Linked DNA regions of Sus scrofa: region 1 is linked to region 2. Evidence: chromatin contacts called from public promoter capture Hi-C data. All regions are on one chromosome and are shown on one strand. The core of a region is the stretch at or near the end of the contact, and the rest is flanking DNA. Distances in the headings are between cores, read along the strand shown. Region 1 holds the start of RTN4 (reticulon 4). Region 2 holds the start of CLHC1 (clathrin heavy chain linker domain-containing protein 1).

Region 1 (3,655 bases), core at 1,153-3,652, 220 kb before region 2:
AGTGCTTCAAAAATCTTTTGACCTGTCTTAATCAATGCTTCCCATATAACCCAAAAAATCAAGTATGACATAGATTTAATTTGTTTTTAATATCCTGCTAACAACAACAGGAAATTCAAGAAGAAAAATATGTAAAAGAATATCAATTATTAATGTTGGTCTTAGCCTGAAAGATAAATGCTTTAAATACTAGCCATTCGGCCAAAAACAACCCAATGTTTAAAAAACACTGAAATCAGAGTATCTCTCACTTCTTTTATACCTTCATATGCTACCATCATCAGATGACTGAATGTGTTTCTACCATGGCACTTAGAGGGTAGAGGGGTGGTAAAGAAAGCAGCAGGGAAAAAAAAAATGGCCTTAAGTTTTTTTGTTTTGTTTTTTAATATACCTAGAGAGCTTAGATTAGATACTTTCCTCTATTGTTACACTTTTCATAAAACGAGAAAAAACTCATTCCATGGCAGCTTCAGCTTCTCACTGATTTCCATTTATGCTGTAATCTATAATCTACAACATTAAAATTAGCTGCTGATAAAGAGAATACTAAAATAAACCTTAACCAATGAATCAGAAAGAGTCTTTCCAAGCAAAAAAAGCCAAAGACAAGCATTAAAAAAAAAAAAAAAAAAATCAAGCCACTTCACTTACAAAGTGAGCCTCCCCAGAGATATTTAAGAGTAAATTTGATTTTATATTTAGTATCTAAAAATAATCAAAATAAATCTTTGGTATAATATGCACTATACTGGATCTTAATTTCTCCAGTCTCAAAATATCCTTAAATTAGTTGAGTACATAAAGAATTTAAGATGTTATTAAATGGACTAAGGTTCAAATTACAAATACAGAGCCTAAAAAGTTGCAGAATAGGCCCAGATGTGACTTTTCGCCTATTTTTTAAAGCCTATATTCCCTGTATTGTTAGCACTACTATCATTTTTACTAATCAAAAACTAGTGTAGCAATTCACCTTTCACTTTGTAATGCTAATGGTCAGAAAGATGAAGAAATAAAAATCCTTCTCTTCATTAAATTCACACATAAAAAACCATAGAGATAAAAATCCAAAGACGTATTATTTTCTGTTCTTTAAATTGTAACTATAAAAGCTTTCCAATGTCTCAATATGAACAAGATTAAGCTCATGTTTTCCCCACAATACTTTATTGAACAAATTTTTAAAAGAATACTGTAAAGGTTACTGTAATTAGCTCCACAGATTGCTTTTAGAAACATTATCACCAACCCTGCTAAAATTCTGCTATAGAAATAAATAATGTTTTAAATTATAAAACTTGAACATGGCCAAAAAAAAAAAAACTGCTTGTGTGGAATGTCTAGTTGGACTACTTAAAAATAGCTCTAATAATTTTTAAGACAATTTATTGTAACGCCAGGTATACAGTCTACTACCTTCCCTTTTTCTTAAAATGGCACATTTAACCACTGACATAATAAAATATTTTTTAAATATTCATTACACTTATGCGCTTAAATTCTTACACAATCCCGATCCACTGAGACTTGAAAGGATCTGGGCTTTCAAGGGGGAGGAAAAGGGATCAAGATCACTGATTGGTTATTACAAGGACAAGGGTTAGTGACTTAAATATAGACACACATTTAAAACTACCATGTATACATTTTAACCATTTTAAGATATACAAAATTATAATCTAATTAAAAGGCCACTGGTAGTAACTTCAAAGATTTAATAATAAGATTTCCAAAGAAGAAAACGAGCTTATTGTAAATGCAAGATCTTGCTACCTACAGACCTTTGGATAGAATTTCAACCATTCCGAGAGTCAGCTTTTTAAAAAAATAGTCACAGAAAATATGTCATTATGAAATACAAAGATGGAAATGTAGATTCATCACACCAAAGTGACCAACAAATGAAATATGTTAAAACTAAACAGTTTACAATGTGCAATATTAAAGAATAGAACCTAATCAAAGATCGGAATGCAGAGACTAAATCAAATGCCAGTGAAACAGAACAGCATGACATTTTCTCATACATAACCAAATGCAAAAACATTTGAAATAGCTCTTTTAACTCTTTACTCTTAAACCTTCCACAGGCTTCATTTGCAATCCAAAATATATCTAAATGGCAAAGCTTATTCATAGAAATATTTTGTTGGTTACATAAAAAAAACTGAATAAAGGTTAAAAAGCAGATATACCCTTGTCCTTCCAATTTTTCTTCTGACCGTCCATCTCTTGTCACGATCTGCCCTCCAGATGCAATTATCAATTATGCATACCAACAGAAAAGCTGTAACTGCAAAAATCTACCCCCTGAGACATGAAATATGTTTCCTCAACCGAAGTCTGCAGTCTCCTCTGCTGCACAACTGCAGTCACCTGACGCCTTCTGGGTGTGGAGCAGTCTGACGCAGTGCAATCTGTAACTAGGCTACTAATACTCAGGCACTACCGCCTTCTATCTGTTTATTGTTCTAGTCTTTTGCTTGTTGCTCAGACCAAACAAAGCTACTTTTGCAGGGGGAGGGGCAAGCTACCAAAAGAAAGAAAAGGGGGTTGTTCTGGCAGAGTTAAGCATTGTATATACTTGAAATACACTTCAAGCCATGTGCAGTTTTTTTTTTGTTTTTTTTTTTTGACAGGGGAATTTACTGATGGTTTTCAGCTTCATTTAAAACTTTAAAATCAATAGTTACCTGATAAGATAAAAATGGACTGATCCAAAGAAGGGTAATAACTTAAATTTCAAGTCTGGTAAATGCTGAGTCTCTTACTTGCTTCTAAATAATCAGCATTTTGCACCCTTATAAGGAAGGGCATGACAGGAGAATCATGAAGTCAAATTATTAATATTTATTGAATATATGTTAAATTTCAATAGAAAAAAATTATATTCAATTTTAGCAGTTGAATACATATTTCTAACGTAATATTATTTTTTTCTTCTGTTACAACTATGGAAATCCAGAGACTTGCAAATATATACTTATTCTTATCACCTGCTCCAACTCAATCTTTCAATAAATATCTATTAGACACCACTGCAGGTACTATTAATAGACTTGGCTTGAGGAGAAATATTCATGTGCTAATTATATCATTTGCTTTGGGAAAAGGATATAATAACAAGCTAAAATTTTACTGATAAATACAAAGACAAATCCATAAAGAATTCCTGAAATTTTTGTTCAAATTTATGAAACTGGCATTCATTCCAGTGCAAAATATTAAGTCTTTACTAATGTTTCACAACTGGTTTAACTGATGGTTTACTGGTTTAATCATTAATCATTAAGCAGAAACATATAATGACAAATCAGCGAAAATATCTTCAAATGTGCGATATATTGAAGTATCATAAGATATGCAGCCTAAGGACGAAAGTACATACTTCGTAAGACTATACAGGTACACTTGAAATAGGTATAGTATTTTTTGGAACTTCCCATAAAACTGTGTAGGCTGCAAAACTCTGCAAAATCCTTCATATCAGAAGCAGCCTGAATATCAAGGGACTCAGTTCTTTGCCTCTATGCCTAAATGCAAACATAAATAAAGCGGAGCAATTTTTAAAGAGCGTCTAGTATTCTCAGTTCAAAAGTTAATATTTAACTTTATTCACTGAACCCCTGCAAAATGTGGTATTTGAGAACAC
Region 2 (3,223 bases), core at 291-2,790:
ATTAGTATCCATGAGGGTGTGGGTTCAATCCCTGGCCTTGCTCAGTGGGTTGGGGAATCTGGAGATGCCATGACCTGTGGTGGAGGTCACAGAAGCAGCTCAGATCCTGAGCTGTTGACGCTGTTGTGTAGGCAGGCAGCTCCAGCTCCCCAATTCAACCCCTAGCTCGGGAACTTCCATATGTCACATGTGTGACCCTGAAAAGCAAAAAAAAAAAAAAAAAAAGGAAAAAGAAATTTGGATTTCATCTTGAAGGTGAATTAAAATAATGACATAATCATTTTTTTATTTTTTAGAATATTTTGGAGGCAACAGTGAAGGTAGGTTAGAAAAGAAAGACTGGGAACAGAGAAAATTAAGGAGGACCTACTAGTCACTTATGATGGAACATGAAAATGTGAAAAAAAGAATGTATATGTGTATGTGTGACTGGGCCACCTTGCTGTACAGTAGAAAACTGACAAAACACTGTAAACCAGCTATAATGGAAAAGGTAAAAATCATTAAAAAAAAAAAATTAAGGAGGACCTGAACGTGGGGATGGGGATGCAAAGGAGAGGGCACAGAGAAATAAAGTAATTAGACAATAGGAGGGGTGTGTATAAGGATTCTGTGGTTTGTACAGCGGAGAAAGGCCAGGGGAAGTGCTAACCCGCCCGCCTCGCCGGGAGAGCGCCCCACATTCTTCAAAAATTTCCTCTTAGGATTTTCACCACAATTCCAAAGTCTAAACTTGGAAACTCTACAATAAAGAACCATTCCGCAGGTTTCTTTCCCCTATGGCTTCATTAGAAAATTTGAAAACTTCTGACGTTTTTCAACATATTAAGCCATTGCACACCTCGAAGTGACACACTAGACAGAACCTTCTCAGACTAGGGGAGCCTAGGGGGTTGAAGGTGGGGAGGGGCTATAGGCCGAGAAAAAGACCGACCCAAGGTTTTAGGAGCATCACCTATTCAGCTTGCCTGGAGTTGGCCACAGGAATGCCCTTCCCTTGAAGAACCGGGAAGCGTTCGGTGGTAGATGGCTGATCCTCCGCCCCTCACCGCTTATGTAAGGGGATGAACAACACTTTGGTTCCTCCACCCTTTTCCAGCCTCCTAACTTTTCCTCCTAACCATTTCCAAGCCATTTACACTTTCCCCGAAACCATTACTGCGCTTCACCCTTGCTCCCACCTAACCTTAACCACCTTCAGCAAACCCCAACTCCAGCGCTAGGCTGTAACTAGGTATAGTAACCAGGAAACCCGGGCGTGTGGAACTGCATCTCGGGACAAGAAGTCCTAAAAAAAAGAGAAAGCGTTGGAAAACTACAGTTCCCAGAAAAGACTTCTACTTCCTCCCTTTCCCTCGTGAGGCCCCCCCCTCAACCCCACCCCCTTTGAAAGACCCTCTTGGCCACGTCAACTAGAGGGAGAAAGCTTTTTAAAAACAATTTTTGAGTTGTTTAAGTCTACTACTTAGAGAGCACTCTGGAGGTTAAAATAAAAAGTAAGCCAGGCTAGAAAAGAGAAGCTAGGTCACGACTTGGTCTGGCATGTGGTTGGACAGCCGCTACGACAGCGCTCAGGCATTGCATGGACGCCTAGGAGGCGGGGCCTTGGGGGACGTCGGGAAAGCCTTGGACCGTCGGAGCGCCCTTCCTTTCGGATCCGCCATCTGTGGTGAGTGTGTGCTCTAGGTCTTTCTCCGCCCCGGGGCCCGCTGTAGCCCTTCTTTGTACCCAAATCTCACTCATTTTCTTCTTTTCCTCACGCTCAGGTGGAACCGCCGCCAAGATGCAGATATTCGTGAAGACGCTGACGGGCAAGACCATCACTCTCGAGGTACGTGCGAGGCAGAGGCAGAAGGCACGGCCTGAAGGAGGGGGGCTTGAGGCGGATTTCGGCACTCGCGCTGTATTCTGCTTTGCAGTACGTTTCCGAGCCTGCCCTCTGAAACCTGGCTTTGAAGTGAGCGTTGTTACTGCTGAGCAAGGGCTTAGGGCAGGTTTTCGGTAAAAGGTCCGAGCCTGTCACCTCGTCCCGGCCAGGTAGCTGAAGCCGGGTTGGCGTGGCGGGAGGGAGGCGTCCCCCGCAGCTCCGCGCGAGCACGTGTGGCTCGGCTGCCACCGCCGTGGCCCGGGCTGGGGGAGGAAGTGTGCGTGCCTGGGAGCCCGCCCAGTGTAGAGAAATCAAGAGGCGTGGGTGACTTCAGTCCCCAGAGGCTGCGTACCTGAGCAAGCTTCAAGTTGAATTGAGCGTTTATTTTAGTTTCTTTTGTGTTACTAATATACTTGCATTTCAAAACTTATAGGTCGAACCCTCGGATACAATAGAAAATGTAAAGGCTAAGATCCAGGATAAGGAAGGTAATTTTTTAAAACTAATCTCAATATGGATTAATATAATCATTTTAAAACTCATCTGTAGAGGCTCAGGCCATTAGACATAAATGCTTTTGGTGGGGTGGAAGAGGTCAGGTTGACAAAAACGCTTTTGAACTAAGACAGTAGACAAATGTTTTGGCATGGGGCTAAGCTGCAGTACCTTCACAAGTGTGAGTTTAGATGAACTAGTTAATTTACATCTGTTATCAGCTATAAAATGATCATGTTAACCCGTATTAAGATTAAATAAGATAAAATTAAACATTTACTTTAGACATTGTCTGTAGCAAAAACCACTGATGACTATTAGTACCATTTATTTGATTCAGGATTGTAAATCTTGAGCAGATATGCTTGATTTGCAATCACTTAATTTTATTTATTTATTTTAATCTAATTAGGGATTCCTCCTGACCAGCAAAGACTGATCTTTGCTGGCAAGCAACTGGAAGATGGACGTACTTTGTCTGACTACAACATTCAAAAGGTCTGTATGGCAGAAAGAACAGGTCTTAGTTTGGAAATTTTGACCAATAACAAAAGTGAGAAGAATAGCATTAGATTAGAGTAGGTTCCCAGGTGCTTCCTACACTGACAATTGAGAAATGCTGCTACAGTCTGACATTTTGGGTTTTGCATGTTGTATCACAGTGTAATTTAAAGTATTCCTTAATCTTTCTATAAACTAATAGTTTATATAGAAATCAGATATCTTTTTTTCCTGAGACTCCATCTGTGAGTATATTTATGTCACATCCAGTTAGAAGATGCATGATGTTGGTTGTCCGTTTTCAATGGAGCAATAGCATTGATAGAATAATTTTTAAAGCCTATTTTGTTCAATAACAGG

The links. Promoter capture Hi-C pulls out the DNA fragments that hold promoters and counts their contacts.
Region 1: a contact with region 2 is called in a promoter capture Hi-C map of fetal liver, with 3 times the contacts expected there. The contact joins the promoter of RTN4 here to the promoter of CLHC1 in region 2. A contact is called at or near these places in 2 of 5 promoter capture datasets (fetal liver and liver), 2 of 47 Hi-C or Micro-C datasets (embryonic fibroblasts and liver) and 1 of 2 datasets of contacts at active chromatin or transcription factors (alveolar macrophages).

The regions. Positions count from the first base shown.
Region 1 is chr3:86,214,582-86,218,236 of Sscrofa11.1, reverse strand. RTN4 (reticulon 4) reads right to left here and starts at 2,402. Exons shown (of 7, transcript NM_001129963.1): 1 at 2,199-2,402. The coding sequence starts at 2,232.
Region 2 is chr3:85,990,624-85,993,846 of Sscrofa11.1, reverse strand. It overlaps CLHC1 (clathrin heavy chain linker domain-containing protein 1), which reads right to left and starts at 1,540. Exons shown (of 10, transcript XM_021087534.1): 1 at 935-1,540. RPS27A (ubiquitin-40S ribosomal protein S27a) reads left to right here and starts at 1,590. Exons shown (of 6, transcript XM_003125136.5): 1 at 1,590-1,669; 2 at 1,767-1,831; 3 at 2,301-2,355; 4 at 2,775-2,860; 5 at 3,223. The coding sequence starts at 1,784.